Regions from separate parts of the Mus musculus genome. Here all the other regions are linked to region 2. Evidence: chromatin contacts called from public Hi-C and HiChIP or PLAC-seq data. All regions are on one chromosome and are shown on one strand. The core of a region is the stretch at or near the end of the contact, and the rest is flanking DNA. Distances in the headings are between cores, read along the strand shown.

Evidence for each region. Hi-C and Micro-C count contacts between places; a contact is called where the count stands out from the background. HiChIP or PLAC-seq counts read pairs in DNA pulled down with a chosen protein or histone mark.
Region 1: a contact with region 2 is called in an H3K4me3 HiChIP or PLAC-seq map of bone marrow-derived macrophages, with 2.6 times the contacts expected there. The contact joins the promoter of Arfip1 here to the enhancer-like site in region 2. A contact is called at or near these places in 10 of 39 promoter capture datasets (the C10 cell line, embryonic stem cells, hematopoietic stem and progenitor cells and 5 more), 8 of 115 datasets of contacts at active chromatin or transcription factors (the SCID.adh cell line, bone marrow-derived macrophages, embryonic stem cells and 3 more) and 3 of 9 other capture datasets (adipose tissue, liver and macrophages).
Region 3: a contact with region 2 is called in a Hi-C map of bone marrow-derived macrophages, with 13 read pairs. The contact joins two enhancer-like sites. A contact is called at or near these places in 3 of 484 Hi-C or Micro-C datasets (the G1E-ER4 cell line, bone marrow-derived macrophages and embryonic stem cells) and 1 of 115 datasets of contacts at active chromatin or transcription factors (embryonic stem cells).
Region 4: a Hi-C map of bone marrow-derived macrophages shows a contact between it and region 2, with 22 read pairs. The contact joins two enhancer-like sites. A contact is called at or near these places in 2 of 15 datasets of contacts at CTCF or cohesin (the NIH/3T3 cell line and stem cell-derived epiblast-like cells), 57 of 484 Hi-C or Micro-C datasets (B cells, the Ba/F3 cell line, the C2C12 cell line and 34 more) and 2 of 115 datasets of contacts at active chromatin or transcription factors (astrocytes and bone marrow-derived dendritic cells).

What each region holds. Positions count from the first base shown.
Region 1 is chr3:84,581,340-84,584,039 of GRCm38.p6, reverse strand. Arfip1 (ADP-ribosylation factor interacting protein 1) reads left to right here and starts at 1,415. Exons shown (of 9, transcript NM_001081093.2): 1 at 1,415-1,626. It overlaps Gm35410 (predicted gene, 35410), which reads right to left and starts at 1,625. Exons shown (of 1, transcript NR_164319.1): 1 at 1-1,625.
Region 2 is chr3:84,917,208-84,919,907 of GRCm38.p6, reverse strand. The region is part of intron 4 of Fbxw7 (F-box and WD-40 domain protein 7); the gene reads right to left. Among named protein-coding and RNA genes, the nearest start is that of Gm40080, 40 kb to the right of the region's middle. Within about 2 kb of position 1,432, at least 7 of the 459 cell types and tissues checked have an H3K27ac peak or open chromatin away from gene starts, as enhancers often do. A contact at or near this core is called in bone marrow-derived macrophages, where this site is marked.
Region 3 is chr3:84,545,879-84,548,578 of GRCm38.p6, reverse strand. It overlaps Arfip1 (ADP-ribosylation factor interacting protein 1), which reads left to right. Exons shown (of 9, transcript NM_001081093.2): 2 at 544-645. The coding sequence starts at 553. Among named protein-coding and RNA genes, the nearest start is that of Gm35410, 35 kb to the left of the region's middle. Within about 2 kb of position 1,423, at least 33 of the 459 cell types and tissues checked have an H3K27ac peak or open chromatin away from gene starts, as enhancers often do. A contact at or near this core is called in bone marrow-derived macrophages, where this site is marked.
Region 4 is chr3:84,613,980-84,616,679 of GRCm38.p6, reverse strand. It overlaps Gm46836 (a long non-coding RNA gene), which reads right to left. Exons shown (of 3, transcript XR_001784062.1): 2 at 2,596-2,700; 3 at 510-794. Among named protein-coding and RNA genes, the nearest start is that of Gm46836, 11 kb to the right of the region's middle. Within about 2 kb of position 1,424, at least 34 of the 459 cell types and tissues checked have an H3K27ac peak or open chromatin away from gene starts, as enhancers often do. A contact at or near this core is called in bone marrow-derived macrophages, where this site is marked.

The DNA.
Region 1 (2,700 bases), core at 166-2,665, 340 kb after region 2:
ATAAAAACTATCAGCAATTCCTAGAGAAAGTATACAACTTAAGAACAAATAGATAATAAAAGAAGCCAAGTATCCCCAAATTTAAAGAAACACCACCAGGCATCCTCAAGGAGACACCCAGTTTTGTTATGTACTAGCTGTCCACACCATTCATACACAACCGGGCATTGCAAGACATGTTTTCCAAGTCACCCTTCAGAAGCCCTGTACATGATGACACTTGCACTTAGCTACAAGTCTTATTCAGTTCTTACAGAACGAGAGCAAGAGTTACACTAGACAGGGGCCCCTTTCTAATAATGGAGAAGACTAATGGGTTTCAACTCAAGAGGATGGTTTTGAGTAGGAAAATTCACAATACATTGCAGAATAATTACAGTTTGAGAGAATTGGTACCCACCCACCACTCCCTTTATAGCTCAATTTCAGAACAGAAAAGCCCTTTATACAAGATTTATGTTTGGGCATGTCAGCACTGTTTTTGTTGATGTTTTGTTTGAGTTGATGTGCTAGCAATCTAAGACAATACCGTTATTTAGGTTTGAAATATGTGTAGTGCATTATGTAAATGTATGTAGTGTTACTATTAACCAGACTGAGGAAGACACAGTACAAGGATATTTAAACTCATTATCTAACACCGCTGGGAATAGGGAAGATTCTCGCAGGTACCCCCAAAGTCTGGTAGGAAACGACCAAGAAGAGCTCTGGGAGAAGGGACAGTTGAACTGTTTCTGTGGACGGGGCGTCAGCGATCTACTTAAGAGGGGATGAGCAAGAAGGCAGAGTTCGGTTGCCGGCAAAAGAGGAGCAGCGAAGAAAAGTACTATGAGCCCACTGTCAGAGAGCAAGCACAGAAACAGAGCTACCACCGCACGTTCACGGTTGCCGGTCTTGGTGCACAGACTGGTAAGAGTGCGGTGATCGCGGAGAGCTAGCGAGAAACCTAAGAAAGCGAGGGCCGGGCTTCCGTGCTGCCAGCGCCGGTACACTCATCTTCGCTCCATCCCTTCCGCATCCCGTTCTTCTCTCCGGTGGTTGACAAACTTTCGGCTCCGCGGTGGTGAGCTACGGCCACCTCCACCCTCCAGACACGGAGTACGCGTGTGGGAAAAGGGTAGAGGATGTCTGGCTGGAGGGCTGCACTTCGCAAACTATGGACTGTTCCTCTACGCTGCAACCCGGTTACCCCGGCAACGGTCCGTGCGGATTCCCGGATGTAGTTCACAGGGCCGCGGCCCGGGGCGGAGTCGGGAGGACCCAGCCCCCTGGGAGACGCGCGCGCACCATAGAGACGTGGCGGGGCCCGGGCTTGGCTTCTAGAGAGAGGCTGTCCGGGGCCTAAGACCCCGCACTTCCGGTCTGCTCGCTTCCGGCTTCGCGGGTAGGGTGCAAGCGCCGGAGACCGGGTTGAGAGGTCGCGGGTGCAAGTGTCCTCGGCGGTTGGTTGCCCGGAGCCTGTGACAGCTGTAGCTGCTCCCCGCCCCCGAGGCGTGGGGGAGGAGACGAAGGAAAAGCTCCCGGTTGCGCTTCCGGTCCCTTCTCCCTCTGGCCGACGTGATTCCCGAGGGCTGCGACCGGGAGAGCCCGCGACGGAGCGCTGCCGGCTTCCCCGCTGACAGACAGGTGAGGGCGGAGCCGCGGCGGAAAGGAAGGGGTTGGGGTGGCGTGCTTCCCGACAGATGGATGTGTCGCCTGCGGCTACTCTCATCAAACTTGCTCCTGGGCACTTCCATCCCTGGGAGCAGCCAAGTCCGCCCCTTGGTCCCTCCTGTCCCTCTGAGTCTGAGTGTGTTCTGGAGTGAAGGGGGGCAGCACTGGCCCCTGGGGCGGCTCCGCTCGGCAGTGGGAAGAGTTGGCAGGGTCTGGGGCTTTCTGGACTCTGTCCGAGTGGGCCGCCTTTCCCCCTGCTCTTCCCTGAGTGTCCTGCTTCCTCTCTCCTGCTGTGAGAGGAAGGGAGGTAGCAATCTCTTGGAGAGATTGCCTGACACCGGTGCCGAGGGAGGCGCCCTGCCTGAAATGTCCCAAGCCTGAGGGCGTCCAAGGAATGCTGGAGTTTGGAGGAGGAAATTGTGGCCCTGCCTTCTGGTGCGTTCCTTATTGCCAAGTTAACTACTCTTTACGTGTCTAGGAAAGGAAGCGTCTCTCTCTCTCTCTCTCTCTCTCTCTCTCTCTCTCTCTCTCTCTCTCTGTGTGTGTGTGTGTGTGTGTGTTAAGTGCTTAGATTCTAGACTTTCTCCCCTGTTATTGCTTCCTTGGCTTTGTTCTTGTTTTCCTCTTGAACCCTCTGATCTCAAAAAGTTTATATTTTACACTTCCTGCAGATCCTTTAAGTCACCCTTTCAGGATTTCTGTGCGTCCCTCCTTTATTTTTTCCTGAACTATCCTTTCTTGGTTCTTATCTGATCAGGGGGGCGGAGGACGAATGAAAAAATCGCAGGGCTTTTCATCAACGTGTTGCTTTCACAACTGCGAAGGTGTGTTCACACTTGCCATTTGATTAACTTGATTGCTAAAGAAAGGTGCACCAGATTGATGGCGGTTGGTCAGTTCTCTGGAGGCTGCAGGAATGGCTTGTATTTCATTGCTGCTCTTTCAGAGCAAGCGTTGCAGCAATGTACACTTTTCTTGTATTTGTTCTATTTTTATTTGCTTTTAATTTTCGTTTTTGTTTTTCTTGTTCACCGTGACCAACGCTTC
Region 2 (2,700 bases), core at 183-2,682:
CTCCCAAGTGCTGGGATTAAAGGGGTGCGCCACCACTGCCCAGCATGGATACTCTTTCAAAACAGGCAATCGTGGCAATGTGTTAGGTAGTGTAGTTGAGTTGTATACAATGAAAATATTTTAACTGGAAAGAAGGTATAGATGTAATGAAAAGTTTTAAAAATTGACCAAAAGATGAAATTCAAAAAATTAACACTACAAAAAATCATATATTTTTATTTTCTTTTCCTATCCACCATAATGACCTAGGCAATAACATACAAAGTGGATAGATGATAGATTTAATTTTTCTAATGTAAGCTTTGAATTTTAATCCAATATTTGTGTCTATGAACTATTTACTTCAAAACAAACTTCTCATTCTTTTATCAGACATTTAAAGAAAGATTTGCGATTATAAACTAAAGTCCAACTTTCAGATTACGTTTTCTAAGTGTCTCAGCAGTGCCCAGGATAGAGTCCTCTGTGTCTGTAACAAATTTTACTTCGTGACTAAGTTTAACTCTCATGCTTATGCCGGGATACCCCAGCTGTTAAACTGGCCTTACACAGCTGCTCACCAAGAATTCAGCTGGTGATTAATATAGCTATACCTTTAAGTCAACTATGGCAAAAATGTCATTGTAATTACAGGTATTTCAATCATGCAAGAATTCCATCCCCATGTGACGACAAAGAGCCTCCAACAACTTCATCTTCCACAGTATTCAAAATAAACAATTAAAGTCTGCCCTTTACTTTTATAAGCAAGTTTTAGCACAACTCACTCATCAACCTTTCAGCTATTTCTCCTGCAAAAGTCTTACAAATCGTTTGCAGGCCAGGAAATCACACTACTCTGTGCTTCTGGGGACCCTGCAGGGAAGGATATGTGCGTACACACCTTTAAAATAAAAATAAAAAAAAATTAAGTACAAAAAATATTTACTCTAAATAAAATACTTTAAACATACAATCAAACTATAGAAAATAATTTAGACTTTCATTCCTAGATAAACTGACAGTCTCATAAATTTCAACATTAATTTTATAGCAGATGTCTGAGTTTTCATTTCTTCAATAAATAAAACACTAATTAGCTATCAAAAAAGATAAATTAACTCAACTTCTTTAATCCCAAATGTGCTTGTGTAGGAAGATCTTGAGAGTTAAGAGGAAGTGAGTGAGAGGCTGTGGAGATAGAGACATAAGGGTAAATGCTTGCTATGTAAACATGGGGACCTTGAGTTCAACACCCAACTCCCATGCTTACACTTGCATGCTCAGTGGGCTCAAGCATCTACAATGCTAGTGCCCAAATGGAGAAGAAAGGGTCCCCAAAGCTTGCTGGCTAGCCAGACTAGCAAGCCTCGGGTACAGTGAGAGGCCTGAGATGGAGAGTAATTAAGACACCAGCTATTTATCTCTAGCCTCTACGTAAGAAAAAGGAAGCAGGAAGGAGACCATAGATATTACAACATCCTACAGCATATACATTTTCAAAGATGATCACTATAGTATCCCTGTCTTTAAGAAAAGATTCCTTTTTGCAGTAGGACGCTAATATTGCTTACTCTGAAGGGTGTACGCTACATTCTCTTCACTTAAAAAAAATGGGCAGACATTTCTGTTTAAAGGAACATCCATTTAGGCTGTCATTAAAAAAAAAAAAAAAAAAGTGGAGCTTGCTTTTCACACTGCTGTGCTGTTTCCAAGTGATCTGCAGTCATAGAATAAAGCTCAGGGCAGCTCAGGTAGAAGAGCAATCTGGGTAAAGCCTAAGACTGCATGATGGGAAGGCGACTAACCAGCCTCCGCTGACTCAGACCCACGGCTTCACCTCAGGCTGCACTCTGACTTGTACAGGCTGAGTGTTCAATGTGCCGGGGGATGACAAAGTATACATACAAATAAAGGGCTCCGAGTATACAGCTTCCCTGTGATACAGTGCCTACAAAGCCTTCACTGTGAAATGGCACCTACACAGTCCTCACTACCATATGGCATCTATGTAGTCTTTCCAAAGAGTGTTAATTTCAATTTTTAACCACGGTGAAAAGGGCAAAAGGTGATCCAAGATGGAAAGATTAGTTGCTATTCTGAGGGTGGAGATTATTTGGTAACACTTTCCCACTTTGATAACTACTAAAAATGAACCAATTTAGCAAGACTTTGGCTATTTTCAAAATAAAATATAAAACTATAGAAAATGTATGGCTTGGATTTCACCTGAGTTACTTTAATGTAAGATTTAAAAAATTAGCTCACTTTTAAATTTTCTGTCATCATACTTTCAACTTTGCTTCGTGAATACTCCACTGACCACACAGTAGTAGACAGGTAAAAAGAAAGAAAGTGAGTGTGAACATGTGGGCATTCTCTCCAGCACGCACGCAGCACGCACGCAGCACGCACGCAGCAGGGACAGAACCTGCAGGAGTATCGAATGGATCCTCCTTCCAGTTACTGCAGTCACTGAGTCCACAGCACCATAGCATAGCAAGAAGACAACCGAGGTTTTCATCTCTTCTCAGCATTCCCAAGTGGCCCCCAGTTTATTAATATTTTAAGTTCCAACTCTTTCTAGTTTCAGCATTAAGCAGTTAATTACAAAATGAGTACTTCATGGTTAGTACTAACTAAACTTAAATAACCTACAGTTCAACTCCAAGTTAAATGCCATAATCATTTAGGTAGAAGTCAGAACAGTTTCAATGCACC
Region 3 (2,700 bases), core at 174-2,673, 370 kb after region 2:
TGCTTTTTGAACTGTAAAACTAGAGGATAAAACTTTAGTTCTTCTGATTTACATATTTAAAATTTTTGTTATAGTAAGAAAATTTTTTCCTGTAGACAGAAGCTTATTTTGAAGTCCATTAAATAAGACAAGTAGACCCTCTTTGTATAAATTATACACCAAACATGGCTTTCTGAAGTATTTCTTATATTATGAGTGGTATCTATCATAATTCTAAGAGGCAAGGAAGATGCTCCTGGTATTTGTCATCTGTAACTTTTCTTTAAATCAAGGAATCTAGATTGAATACAAAGAAAGCAGCCAGGTACATTTATCTTACTGTATTGTCATCATGTAGAATATATATGAAAATAATATATAGATAATGTATCAAGTTATACAAATATTAGATTGGTAGATAGTAAGTGTATGTGACTAAGTTTTTAAAATATGCCTTTTATAGTTTGGCATTAGTATGGCTTTTTCTCTTCTCTTTAAAAAACATTTATTTATTTATTTATTTATTTATTTATTTATTTATTTATTTATTTATTTTAAATGTAGGTGTCTGCCATGGCTCAAGAATCTCCCAAAAACTCTGCAGCAGAAATCCCAGTAACTAGTAATGGAGAAGTTGACGATGCTCATGAGCATGGCTACAATAGGGTAAGAATACTTTACTTTCGGTTAATGTAGAGAATCGTGGCACACTTTTGCCAATAATTTGAGGATTATTGGATAGGCTGTGGCTCTGGTTTGTCAAGGTTAAGCTTTGCTGCTTAGCTCACTAATAGACAACCTATGAAAAACCCTAAACATTTATGTCAGTAACCAGAATGACAATGTATCTTGCAGTTTTGGCATATAATTTTATATAGTTTTTATTTTACTTTGATAAGAAAAAAGTGTATTTTACCCTTTAAAATATTATTTATAAATATTAGTACATTCTTTTAAAATGTAGCAGCAGCATCTCACTGGTTTTAAAAGGTACTTAATTCCTAAGAGGCTGGTTTTGATTTTGCTGTTGTTTTGCTATTTTGAGTTGCTGTGATAAAGTACCATGACCAGAAAGGGCTCGTGGAAGTGAGAGATTATTTCGGCTATGGCTCTAGAATGTTAGTCCATTGTGGGTGGGGAGTCCTGGCCCAGAGGTCGGAGCCGGAAGCTGGCAGATCAAATTTCTGCCCACACACAGGAAGTGTAAATTTAGAACAGGAAGTATGGTGAGGCTGTAAACTCTAAAGCCCATCCCCAGGCTCTGCCTCATACAGGCTCCCTAACCTCCTCAAGCAGTGCCATCCACTGGGACCAGGGTTCAGACACGTGAGCCCATGCGGGGCGTGTCTCATTAGGTCCAGCAGAGCAGTTAACATCCTGAAGGTGGACAGTCGACTCAGAAGGAAACTGAGGCTGGAGGTGCAGTTTTTGTGTGCATTTGTGCTGGGATTGAGGCTGAGACCTTGTGAGTGGTAAGCGTAGTCTCTACCACTGAGCTACAGCCCTGACCTAGTGCAATTAATTTTGCTCTGCCTCTGAATTCAGTTTAATGCATTCTAATGAAACACTATGAGATTGGAAATAATCTGGGTTCAGATTTCAGCTGTGTCATTTCTAACAGTGAAACCTTGATAGTGTTTCTATATAGAAATATTTTCTTTTATTAGGATATTAATAGTAAGTAAGATGAGTAATGAGCCTTATAAAGTCAGAAATGATGGTGATACTTTTGATTTCTGAGATTAAACATTCTTCTAATGACATTTGATACAAATGTACAACTTTAAGGAAAAATATGGCTCTGTGGTCTTAAAAAGTTTTTGTTTTATTAGGTTGTTTGCTTGCGTGCTTGCTTAGACAGGGTCTCACTGTGTAGCCCTGGCTGGCCTGGAGCTCACAGAGATATGCTTGCTTCTGCCTCCTGAATTCTGGGATTAAATGTACACACCAACATCTCTCTCTCTCTCTCTCTCTCTCTCTCTCTCTCTCTCTCTCTCTCTCTGTGTGTGTGTGTGTGTGTGTGTGTGTGTGTGTGTGTTTACTTGAAAAACTAGTGGTTGAAAAGTTTTTAAATTATCTTATAATTCTGTTATGCTTCTGCTTCCTATTTAAGAATGCAACCTTTCTGTGATATTTTAGCTCAGGACTCTGAGTCGGTGCCAGCTCATTCTCAGTTGTGGTCTGTGAGCCATCTTTGTAGGTACCAGGGGCACCACCTTTCTTTTCTACTGGCAGCCTCACCTTTGTATATTGCTCAGTGCCTGTAAGGGTGGGGAAATGCACTTCTGGTTGGGAACTACTATTTTAGATAGCTCTTTGTGATAGTCTTCAAGCCTGAGATTTATCTTAGTTTTTTTCTACTGCCAGGACAGAATACTTGAGAATGAATAATTTATAAAGAAAAGAAGCTTGGAAGGGAGAGAAGACCGAAGAGCTAAATAGTTTGTAATAACGTGTTGAGAGAATTCATTCAGTTTCATGAGAAAGCCATTCATGTCTCTTAGAAGCCTCACTTTAACATTACAGCATAAATGGCAGCATGAATTTCACCCAGGACAGACCACAGTTACACTAGTTATTTATTTTACTTGACAATTACTTTAATTGGGCTTCTGAGCATGTGTAGTCCAAAATAGTGTAACTGAAGGAAGACTTGGATTCTGAGCACACAGTTAAATCTCTTACCTCTAAGATAAGCCTGCATGATAAGGAAACTCAAGT
Region 4 (2,700 bases), core at 175-2,674, 300 kb after region 2:
GCATCTAAAGAAATGGGAAAGAACAAGGTGAGCACAAACACATACTAGTGTGTCATGTCCCATGAGTTAAAATATTAACTAGAATTTACAGCTCTGCTCCTCACTGTCGCTGGTCACATTCATAGGGCTACGGTCCTAAATGGCTAAAGACATTTGCCTCACTCAGGAAGTTCCTTTAGACTGCCCTAGCTATGACTACAGGAGTAAGAGACTGAGGTCAGGGTGAAGACAGGAACACTGGAGGGGAGGCTGAGGCACTGGGAGGATCGTTGATGCATAACTCAAAACTGATAAAACTCAAGGAAGGGTTAAGGTTAGAGACAGTAGGGGTGAGATGGGCATTAGAACAATCAAAAGGCGATTTTAAAAGAAGGTTGTGAGGCTAAGAGATACAGGTGAGCAGGAGAAGGCAGGGGTCTGTAGTCTGTGGTCTCATCTCCACAGTCCTATGAAGTGAGTACTATCATTCAACTTTCTGGAAGAAGACAGACTCAGAAAATACTAGGGAGTAAAACTAACAGGCCTTGGTGTTTCAGGTCATCTCCAGGAAGAAGGTGAAAAGCAGGGGGTTTGAGGTATGAACGTGGAGGGCAGAGGGTTCTGATTTAACATGTTCAGAATAGCGGGTTCCCTAGGAAAGGATTAACGGGTCAGGAACACAGCAGGGTTTGGTGTTGGGGGTTCACAGTTGGAGAGGTGGGTCTGCAGTCAGCAGCTCAGGCCAGAGCAAGCTTTTGGACTCCGAATCCTCTCAGATAGATGCCTCGCTGCCTCCGGGAAAATGGAATTGTTTTCTAGAGGCGAGAAACAAGAAGAGATTAGAAGTGAATTCCAATTTAGGAGCTCGACAAAAACCTCAGCTGCTGCCCTCAAACTCCACAAAGAATATCTGTGCACTGAAGGACTTTCTTGAAATTTATATTGCTGGGGAAAGCTGCCTGCTTTTGAAATACTGCTTTAACAGTGACCCCTAGTGTTAGGGAGAGGTCTCTAACTGATGCTCAGCCTACAAAGGAAAATTCCCTTCACCGGAGTCACTGCAAAGCTAGAGCCAATATGCATTGCCAGGTGCCTTAATGCATTATTCAGTCACCTTGCCTTTGGGAAGCTCACACTCAAACAATTCCAGGTCGCTTCCCTGCCAGGAAGATGTAATGGAGATGAACTCTGAGAAGGGCAGCCAGCATAAACAAGGAGGGAGGCATACCTTCCCAAGAGAATAGTTTGTAGAGGAGGAGGACAAGAAAAAAACTACAGACTAGAAGGTTGATAAAATACTAAAATAACAAGTTTCTCTGAGTGATAAATCTAAGAGGCGCCATGTTCTGCTTCCTTTCTGTGGCTGTGATAAAACTCTCTGCCCAAAAGCAACTTAGGGGAAGAAACTACTTATTTCAACACACAGGTTCATCATTTAGGGAAGTCAGGGCAAAAACTCTTACAGGAACCTGATGCAGAAACCACAGGAATGCTCAGCTCACTAACAGGCTCATGCATAATTAACTTTCTTATTCAGCCTGGCAGCACTGGCCTAGGGAATGGTGCTGCCCATAGTGGGTTTGGCCCTTCTACATCAATTAACAACCAAGACAACCCCCTACTCCCAGACATGACCACCGGCCTATCTAATCTAGGTAATTGCTCCCTTGAGAGTCCTTTCTCAGATGACTCCAGCCTGTGTTAAGTTGTCAATTATAGCTAACTAGAATGGACCCATTTGAAAGTCTGAGAGGTTCCCTCAGCCTGACAAACTAATTCTGAGCACTTGTTCCATACCAAGCCAGCTTACTACTGGCCTATTTATCCCAAAGGTAACAACAGTTATTATCTCAATTGTATAAAGAGGCCAAAAGTAGCAATCAGTTAATTATCCAGGTTGACTGCAGCTGAGGAGGAAGGAAAATACAACTGGAACCCAAGCTTCTTGAATGCCAAGTTTGCATTTCTAATCTTAGTGCTACAGCCAAAAACAAACAAACAAACAAACAAACAAAAACAACAACAACAACAAAAAGCAAGTATGCTGGCTGGGTGGTGATGCCACAAGTCATTAATCCCAGCCCTCTGGAGGCAGGGGCAGGTGGATCTCTGTGAGTTCAAGGTCAGCCTGGTATATAGAGTAAATTCCAGGACATCCAGCTCTACACAGAGAAACCCTGTCTTGAAAACAAACAAACAAACAAACAAACAAACAAAAAAGTATGATAAGTATGCTGGTGCTAGAGAGATGGTTTAGCAGTTAGGTGCACTTGGTCATCTTGCAGGGGGCTAGGATTCAGTTCCCAGCACCACATCCACAGCTATGTATGTAGCTCCAGGACCACTGGATCTAGCTCCCTTTTCTGCTCTTGGGCATTGCATACACAAAGTGCATATACATTCAGGCAAACACACAAACACCCAGCTCTAGAATATGCATAGCTCATTAAATTAGCAAAGGCTAAAAATGTAACTTGGTTCCAGAAAAGTGGCAGTCTGAGTGTCTGGATCACAGCCTCTATGTGCTCATTCAGATGTGGTCATTATTTATCAAATCAATGGACCATTCAGAGAAGGAGCCCCTGGGCATGCACTGCAATTTTTAGAAATCCTTACTAGAGACGGGGGATGTGGCACAGTGGTGGATACCAGAGCCTGCTCAGCATGGGTTCTTAATGCCAAGAGTGAAAAACAAACAGCTTCTCCAGCTGACAGCATCTT